Linked DNA regions of Ovis aries: region 2 is linked to region 1. Evidence: chromatin contacts called from public Hi-C data. All regions are on one chromosome and are shown on one strand. The core of a region is the stretch at or near the end of the contact, and the rest is flanking DNA. Distances in the headings are between cores, read along the strand shown. Region 1 overlaps MFSD4A (major facilitator superfamily domain containing 4A). Region 2 overlaps SLC45A3 (solute carrier family 45 member 3).

What was found. A called contact is a pair of places that touch in the nucleus more often than the background predicts.
Region 2: a contact with region 1 is called in a Hi-C map of hypothalamus, with 4 times the contacts expected there. The contact joins two enhancer-like sites. A contact is called at or near these places in 13 of 16 Hi-C or Micro-C datasets (blood, hypothalamus, liver and 7 more).

The regions. Positions count from the first base shown.
Region 1 is chr12:3,215,981-3,220,196 of ARS-UI_Ramb_v3.0, forward strand. MFSD4A (major facilitator superfamily domain containing 4A) reads left to right here. Exons shown (of 9, transcript XM_060396284.1): 6 at 208-381; 7 at 3,112-3,259. Among named protein-coding and RNA genes, the nearest start is that of MFSD4A, 19 kb to the left of the region's middle. Within about 2 kb of position 2,546, at least 29 of the 54 cell types and tissues checked have an H3K27ac peak or open chromatin away from gene starts, as enhancers often do. A contact at or near this core is called in hypothalamus, where this site is marked.
Region 2 is chr12:3,269,004-3,273,698 of ARS-UI_Ramb_v3.0, forward strand. It overlaps SLC45A3 (solute carrier family 45 member 3), which reads right to left. Exons shown (of 6, transcript XM_027976217.2): 6 at 2,412-4,133. The coding sequence ends at 3,702. Among named protein-coding and RNA genes, the nearest start is that of SLC45A3, 19 kb to the right of the region's middle. Within about 2 kb of position 2,313, at least 5 of the 54 cell types and tissues checked have an H3K27ac peak or open chromatin away from gene starts, as enhancers often do. A contact at or near this core is called in hypothalamus, where this site is marked.

The DNA of each region.
Region 1 (4,216 bases), core at 1,296-3,795:
CCGGCTCCCGTGGGCACCATCTGCAGGCTTCCCGTGGGCACTGTCTGCGGGCTGTGGCGCCCAGGTTCCAGCCTCAGCTCAGGCCCATGTGTGCCAGGTGGGCTCGGCTCCAGGCCTCTGGAGCAGGGCTGGTCCCCACTGGCCCAGACCACGCCTGCCCGGCTGGGGACACTGCAGGTGTGCTCAGCGGGACCCATCTCCCCACAGGGCGCATACTCCGCCTTTGTGTACAGCTATGCAGTGGAGAAGCCGCTGTCCGTGGGACACAAGGTGGCCGGTTACCTCCCCAGCCTCTTCTGGGGCTTCATCACCCTGGGCCGGCTCATCTCCATTCCTGTCTCCTCCAGAGTAAAGCCAGCCACCATGGTTTTCATCAATGTGGTAAGTGGCCCCTTTCACTGCTTGGAGACCCAGAAGAACCGTTCACCCTGTGCCATAGCCCTGCCCCAGGACACCTTCTCAGACTGGACTCTGCCCCAGGTGAGGGGGGCGGGGCGCGGGGGTGGAATGTCGACGCACAAGGGTGGGAAAGAGATGCTGGGGTGGAAACCCAAGGCATGCGGCCCACTTGCATGGTCTTGGAAAAGCTCTTTCCTCTCTCTGGGGCTCAGACTTTGTACCCACTGAAGAAAGGGGCCATGGGAAGTGACTGGTGCTGTGTCGGGAGCAGGTCCCCGCTGACAGCCTGCCGGACGAGGAGGGAAGCAAGGCTGACCTCGATCCTTCCTGGTTCACCCTGGTGCCCAGGGAGGAGGTCAGAGCGCTGTGGCCGGCAGAGGCACCATCTTGGGGATGGTGCCTGGGAATTTGCATCTTGCAGCTCTCCCAGAGTAGCACGTAGGATGACCTTCAAGGAGCTAGTCTCTCTGGAGGTCTGGGCCTGAGAGGTGGTTAAGACTTTCCATCCTGATGTGTATCCCCGCCACCACCTATGACAAAGAGGTCCAGATTACAGACTCCTGTAAGGTTGTTTAGCCCAACTTCTGACCAGGGCTCAAATCACCTCTATAATACTGCTTCCAAGCGGTCTAAAATCTGTCTAAACACCCCTAGTGAATGGAAACTCACCACCTCTCCAAGAAGTCCAATCCACTGTCAGAATGTACTTTCTTGAGTTTCTAGAGGAGGGTGGGGAAATAATGTAGAGGCTCTTGCCTGGAGAATCCCATGGACGGAGGAGCCTGGCAGGCTACAGTCCACGGGGTCGCAAGAGTTGGACACGACTGAGCGACTACCACCACCACCACCATAGAGGCCAAAGGTCATGAGCCCCAAGAAAGGCCCTTGGATTGGGCCTTGTGCTGACTGATGACTTAAAAGAAAGAACTTTTGTTCAATGTAGCTGGGAGGTGGGGGTGGCGTAGAAGCCAAACTCAAAGAGTTTGGGAATTCCCTGGTGGTGCGGGTTAGTGGTGAGGACTCATTGCTTCTACTGCAGGGGGCATGGATTTGATGGGGGCTGAGAGCAGGGAAGGGAAGGGAGAGGGAGAGAAGGAAGCAGACGTGTGAGGAGCTGAACAGGCTTGTTTGACAAGAGTTGGGTGGTGTGAGTGCATTTGCAGGCAGAGGAGAGAGGGAGGGAGCCTGTGAGGACACGGGGTCAGAGGGGACGCGAATGGGGAGGCCAGGGAGAGGCGAGGGGTCGGAGGGCAGCGTGTGGAACAGGGGTGGCGCGATGCAGGTCCCCCTGGGGGAGAAGATGAGGGTACAGAGGCTGCTGGTGGCCCGGCTCTCCAGCACACGAGGCCAGCTGCTTAAAGACAGAGTGACTCTGAGTTTGGGAGAAAGCAGGAAGTCGGAGGCCTCCACGGGACTCAGACACTGGCAATAAACTCAGCCGGGGTGCTGGGTTTAAAGAGGAAAATCAGATTTCTGGGTCCAACTCAGACTTGGTGAATCCGAATGTCCAGGGGTAGGGGCTAGCAATCTATACCGTCAACAGACACCCGAGGGTGGGGGTTGGAGGGTGGGGGTGTTCCTGTCATCAAGAAGTTTGGAAAAACACTATCCTACAGCAAGTGATTCCCAAATACATTAGCCCCCTCAACCCCATGTGCTTTTGGAATATACAGATTCCTGGGCCCCGGCCCCGGGGAGTCGGGGAGTGGAGTGGAACCCGGGTGTCTGAGTTGTTTTTAAGCTCTTTAAGTGCTTTTCTTCGGCAGGTTGCTGGGACCGTAACTGAACCGCCCTGAACAGGGTGCAGCTGCCAAGTCTCAAATTCACCGCGGTTTCTTCTCAGATTCCACTCCGTTTAAAATTAAGGGTTAAGGGTTATTCTGCTCTTGATGTTCTCCTGGATCTCAACAGTCACTCACGGGTTGATGAGCACACACGCTGTGTGCGGGGCCCTGCAGGGAACGGCTAGGCTGCCGTGTTCTCTAAGTGGAGCTCTCTGGCTTTAGGGCGCTTCCAGTTGGCTAGGGAAGAAGATGGGGAGAGGGAGTCTGTGTCCTGGCTGGAAGGCAAGGCGAGGGGGAGGAGCTGGTAGGCAGCTGGGGAGCGGGCTGAGGGCCCCGGCTGGGCTGGCCGCTGGCGAGCGGGCACGCCGAGTGGGGGCGGAGTTGCTAACTTGCCCTGGCATCCTGCGTCTTCTGTCAATCAGGCGAACGTAAGCGAGAGGTGCGGTTTGTTGTTGTTTTTGCCACACCTCGCCACGTGTGAGATCTTAGTTCCCCGTCCGGGGATCAAACACACGCCCCCCGGCAATGGAAGCGCAGGTTCTGAACCGCTGGACCGCCAGCGAAGTCCTGAGTTGGGTGTTTTTCAAACGTGCCAAGTGTAGCGATTCTCAGGTGACTCTTGGAGGCCTGGTGTAAGCGGAGGGGAGCAGGAGGCGACCGCGCCTTAAGCTCGCGCGGCAGGCCGTCCGCGCGATGCCGGGGGCTGCTCGCCCTCCTCTCCGGGTCTCTCCGGTCCTCGGCGTTCTCCTTCCTTGGCAGACGCAGCTGGGGAAGGTGCAGTTCCCGCGCACTCCACAGGGCCGTGCCCTAGTCACACAGCCCGCCCGGGGCCAGGAGGCGTTTCGTCTGGAGACGGACCGGCTTTTCTTTCTCAGCGGCCACCCAGCTGCTCCCCAGCTCCTCAGCGCCCCCTTCTCTGCTGTGACAGGTCGGCGTGGTGGTGACGTTCCTGGTGCTTCTTGTTTTCTCCCATAACGTGGTCTTCCTGTTCGTGGGGACGGCCAGCCTGGGTCTGTCCCTCAGCAGCACCTTCCCCAGCATGCTGGCCTACACCGAGGACGCGCTGCAGTACAGAGGTGAGCCCCTGCTTCCTCCGCGCCCACCCTCTCCCCGGGGCCTCACAGCCTGAATGTGGGAAAGGCTCACAAACAGTGTTGTTCCGACCCGCGTGGCCCCCTTCTTTCAACATATGCTGGATCGTGAGATTTCAGACCACAGACAAGCAGTGAGCGCCTCTTTCCCATCTTCTTTTTCCCCATAGTGGTTGGTGGTGGTGGTGGTGGTTTAGCCGCTCAGCCGACTCTGTGTGACCTGGACTGTAGCCTGCCAGGCTCCTCTGTCCATGGGATTTTCCAGGCAAGAATACTGGAGTTGGGTTGCCATTTCCTTCTCCAGGGGATCTTCCTGACCCAGGGATCGAGCCCAAGTCTCCTGCATTGCAGGCAGATTCTTTACCAACTGAGCATGTCACACAGCTGGCATTTTGGGTAACAGGCATGTACTGGAAATTCCAAGTTCAAGGAAAAGCAAATATGCATGGGAAAAATTATAGCACAGAGAAAGAGTTTTATAACTTATCAGTAAAAGTACCTGCTTGCTTTGTTTTCTTGTGGATGTTGTTGGAAACAGAGGATTGGAACAGTGACTCCACACCTGATTCACGGTTGTGACATGGCCTCTTTGAAAACCTCTGATTCTCTCAACTAAGCTTCCCTTTCTGTAGCCTCCCGAGTGTGCATAGCAAAGATCTTTTTCAGAAAAACAAGTTAATTAAAAATTATTATGTTTTGAACATTTAATGTTACCCTCAGACGTAATCAGAGATTCCCCAGAATGTTGGAAAACCACCACTAAAGATGAGTGATTTCTTTGGAGCAGGAGTGGGGGCAGTTGGTGTCTGGGGGCTGGAGCGTGGGGCAAGACGGGATCAGAGCAATTAGTGCTACAGCCCACCCATCTGCTGAGCTGATCCTGAGACCAGGATCCTTGAAATCCCAAACTTCAAAGAAGTAAATGGAGGAATGAGCTGATGT
Region 2 (4,695 bases), core at 1,063-3,562, 53 kb after region 1:
GCCCTCCCGGTGTGCCCCCTCCCAGCTGCATCTGAGCTCAGTGAGTGTCTCTTCATTGCCACAGCCCTGGGGTGCACGTCATGTCCAGCACACGGGACAGTAGACAAAGACTGTGTGACGAGAAGGAGAGAACGGTCACTGGGCACTGCAGGGTACTAAACAGCATCCTGGGGAGCAGAACGTGGCACGGAGCCACGAAGGGCGGGAGTCCAGAGCTGTGTCTGCAGAGACAGTTGGCTAACCCCTCAGCATACACACAGTGGAATGACTTGTCAAAGGTCAGGCGTTAGTCAAGGGCAGACTGAAGTCAAGGGGCGGGATTGCCAGGGCACCCCATGCTCCTCCTCATGTGTGGAGATCTCGTGACGGTGTTGGGTAGCAGTGAGTTTCAACTCTGCACAACCCTCCAGCCAACGGTGACAAAGCTGCCAGGCCGCTGTAGTCAAATTTGATCCTGGAAACCAAGAGCTCTTTCCCCGGCTGCACAAGCAGCACCCCCAGCCCCAAGCTGCCCACCGAGGGGGTGTTCCCTACCCCCGCCCCTCCCACTCCCGTTCCTGCAGGGAGAAGCACCCCAGGCCGGAAAGACAGACCCATGAAGGAACAAAGGATGGGGCAGCCCCCCTCCAATTCCTGGGCTCAGACCACAAGCCAGCACTCCATCCTGTTCTGGGAGATGGCAGGCGCTGGGGGGTGAAGGTAGGGAGGTGCGGATAGCCTGACCCTCCTCTCTCCACAACAATCGTTTCCTTTCTCTAAACTCTGTTAACGTCTTTGCTTCGTGTTCTTAAATTTTCTATGTACATCCTACCTGATACATCTATGCACACCTGATCACACCTCTTATTCCTTTCCATCTAAATTAATGATCTTAAAGGACACTGGCCAGGTTGTGTCCTTGACTCATCTGAGACCCACGTGGAAAGGACTGAGTAAATCCTATTTGTGGTATCTTTGAGGTTACTTGCAGTTTCCTTCTTTCCAGAGCCCCCTTTCTTCCTTCTTCTTTCCCCCTTTTCTGTACTTCTTAGTGAGCTGGCATTTCTGTGAGGAATGTAGTTTAAAGCTGAGGAATTACCATTGTGAATCAACTATAATCCAATATAAAAAAAACAACAACTGAAGAGCTACCAACACAAGACCTCACAGCCTGTGAGCTGGCTTAGCGGGTCTCCAGTATTGAAAATTTGTGCTAGTAAGGCCCTCTGAAATTAAGAAAACAATCTTTGGCCTGCAGACCACACCTGGAGAGCGGCCCCCTCTCACTGCAGCTAGAGAAAAAGCCTGCGCAGCAACAAAGACCCAGCATAGCCAATGAATAAGTAAGTGAAATTATATAAAAAAGATTGTTTTAATTTCAGAGGGCCTTATCTCGGCTCTAGGCTTCAGGAGGTGCACTTCCTCGGTTCTTTGAGCGAAGGCTAATGGTGCACGGGCCCAGCTGCTCTTTGGATGTGGGATCTTCCTTCCCTTCCCACAGGGATCAAGCCTGTGTCTCCTGCACTGGCAGGCGGATTCTTTACCACTGAGCCACAAGGGAAGCCCGAGAAAACAATTTTATTTACAAGTGCATCGGAAGAATACATAGGAACAAGTCTAACCACAGAGGTAGATGACTCGTGCGGGGCTAGCCAGAAAGTTCATTTCCTTTGGACCAGGAAAAACAGTGAACATGCCTCTGGGCCAGCTTCTAATTTCTGGCGGCACGGAAAGGCTGACATTAGACCAGTGGCTCTTATTGCTCCTCACACACATACACATGCATGCTAGGCCAGGCCTTGAGCTCTGTTTCAGCATGGTAGAAATTAGAGAAGTAAAATATATATGTATGTATATATATAAACACGTGTAATCTCTAATCCTGAACCTAAATAGGCAGTATCGATAGAAACTCACCATGTATTGACGTGAAACATTTTTTTCCCCTAGTTTGGTCCACAGAAAAGGCCTAATACCAATGATCAACCTAATAATAAGTACTCCCAATGCCAATATTATGGTCACTGTGGAAAACAACCTTTTCCCACAAAAGTCAATCAGATGCCCTTAGAGAAAATAGCTCATTTCAGATCTACGGCAAGAAACACACAAGGTGAGCTGGGACAGCTGGTAATGCCAGAAAGCAAAGACGCTTTCAAAGACCATTAAGTCTGCTAGGGGCATCCTCTTGTTGAGGCTCTTCTTGGCCACACTGTGAGCCCTGTGATAAGGAAAATGCGCCCCTCCCTGTGCCTTACTCCCCTTCCCCCCAGAGCTGCTCCCCAGTCCCCGGGTAGGACAACGCAACAGGCAAAAGACAGATGAGTGCTGGTCTGTGGCTCCCCCTGCTGGCGGTGCTGGGACCTGCCGCTGCCCAGACCCGGTCTTGACAGGGGCTGGTCTTTCCCCCTCAGAAAAGACACAAAGACCAGTGAAACATAGAAGAAGGCTTTAATTTCATCACCATAAACATTATACTCTGATTGCTCACATACAGCATAAAATATTTACTCCGCTAAATAAATAAGACGTGACATTATTACAAACGGCACTTAAACCCCCAGAGAGATAAGACCTCCTTAGCCCAGGTAGGGGGTGCTCCTGAGTTTCTGCACTAGAGTTCTTAAGCACAGATATGCCCTGGGGGCTGAGACGGATAGAGGCTCAAAGAGCCACACTCTGTGCTTCTGGTCCCACAACAGCCCCAAAGAAGGGACTGTGGAGCGGGCGAGGAAAGGTGGGCTTGGAGGCCCAGTCCTAGAGTGGGGGGGAGTTTGGGGGCTGGCAGGGTCACGAGGTGGGGGGTTCTAGGGAGGCTGCTGAGACCTGGAGCCCCACCCTTCACATTCCCTAGCCCTCCCCACCTCAGGTGCCAGGAGCTGGGGTATCAGTTGGGGTGAGTGGAGTTTGCAAGCTCAAGGTTAGGCAGTTTGGAGGCCAGACCAATCCCTCCAGGAGAAGGAGATTCTGGCAACCCTCATCCCAATAACCAACCATCTCAGGGGACCTAGTCGCCGAGGATCTTATCCTACCCAACTCCTAGACACTTTGATTCCCCTTCTACTTAAATAAATAAGTTAAATATTTAAAGACCAGGGTCCCTGTGATGGCACCACAGGGGCCAACAAGCAAAGTCCTAATAAAGTGTAGGGGAGGGGGAATAGCAGAAAGGGGGTGCTGGAGGGCGGGGCAGCTTGCCTTTACCACTCAGGATCGTGCTCCCCCCAAGTCCTTTCCGTACTTGCAAATCCTGCAGAGTCTCACCGTAGAAACTCCCGTGCAGGAGCGGCAATGGGAGAACCTGCAGGATAAAGGCCCTTGGTGCTAGAACAGGCAGCTGCATTTACTCAAATTTGGGATTTACCCCGATCCCTTCACTGGGTATATCCTGACCAGGACCCCAGCTGTCCACCCTGAGCCTGGGCGATCCCCAGGCAGAGTCCCGCATTCCAGTGCATGGACCTACTTAAATGCCCTGCCCTTCTCCCCTTGGAGAAGTCCAGACAAGCCTTCTGAAGAGCAACCAAGCCAGCCGGCCCGAACGACTGGCATAGGGCTGGGAGGGAAGAAGCACCTTGCTGCCACCGGGAGGCAGTGGAGAGCCCTACCAACCACTTTGGCAGCAGCGGAAAGGGCAAGACCAGCCCCGGCCCCAGGAGGCTGAGCAGGGAGAGCTGGACTCAGGGAGGCAGGCCCTCCGCCCTCCGTGCCTGGCGAGCACCCTACACAGAGTATTTGGCCAAGTCACTCTTGTCAAACACTACCTGCGTGACAAAGTAAATGGCAACCAGACCCAGGCCTGCCGCCGAGACCATGTAGGCAGTGACGGACTGGCTGAGCTGAACGATGAAGCCCATAAACAGAGACGGGGCCACCTGAGACAGCAGGAAGGCGCTGTCCAGAATGGCCAGGTCTAGGCAGATGCCACGGCCCGGGACCGCCTTGGCCTCGGGCGGCTCAGCCACCGCGGTGCGCACCGAGCCGTCACAGGGAGAGGCCCCGCAGAGAGCGGGCGGGGCTGCCAGCAGGCCGCCAGGGCCCCCGTGTCCGTGGGGGGAGGGGGATGCGGCCTTGGGGCTCGGCAAGAAGCTGGTCATCACGACGTCCTCGCTGGCACCGCCTCCGTCGTCTCCTCGGTACTTGGGCAGGAAAACCTGGGGGAGGAGAGGGGGACACACCAGGACAGGTCAGCACCCAGACACGGGGTCCCCCAGCTGTGAGAACTGGCCCTGGCCTTCATCTCAGGGCCGAGAGGAAGCCAGCAAAGGGTTGCAATGAAAATCGGGAGCAGGGCAGAGAACTGGGCAGACCCTGCGTGGTCTGCGTCTCCGGAGAGGAGTCTCCTCGGGAATGGGGGTCGGGGGCCCAGAAGAGGACCCCTGGAACCACATGTCGAGGTCTCCTCCAGCCTCTCCTCAAGTCAGTGTGACAGATGCAGTCGGCACTGCCAGTTAGGAGGAGGACGGAGCCCCAGGGTAAAAAGGAAAGACAGAAGGAAGACTGGAGGGCAGAGAGACACGGCGGGGCGGAGGAGCACAGGTGAGGACCCCGCTGCGCCGGGCCGCCCCCTCTTCCCAGCCTCCTCCTCCAGGTCCCTGCCACCGGCCACTGGAAACCCTCGACTCCCGTCCCAGCTGCGCTCCTGTGGGAGCCGTCCTGTCTGTCCTACCATCTGCCAGGGACAAGCACGGCCTGACCCTGCCCTGCCTGGGGCGC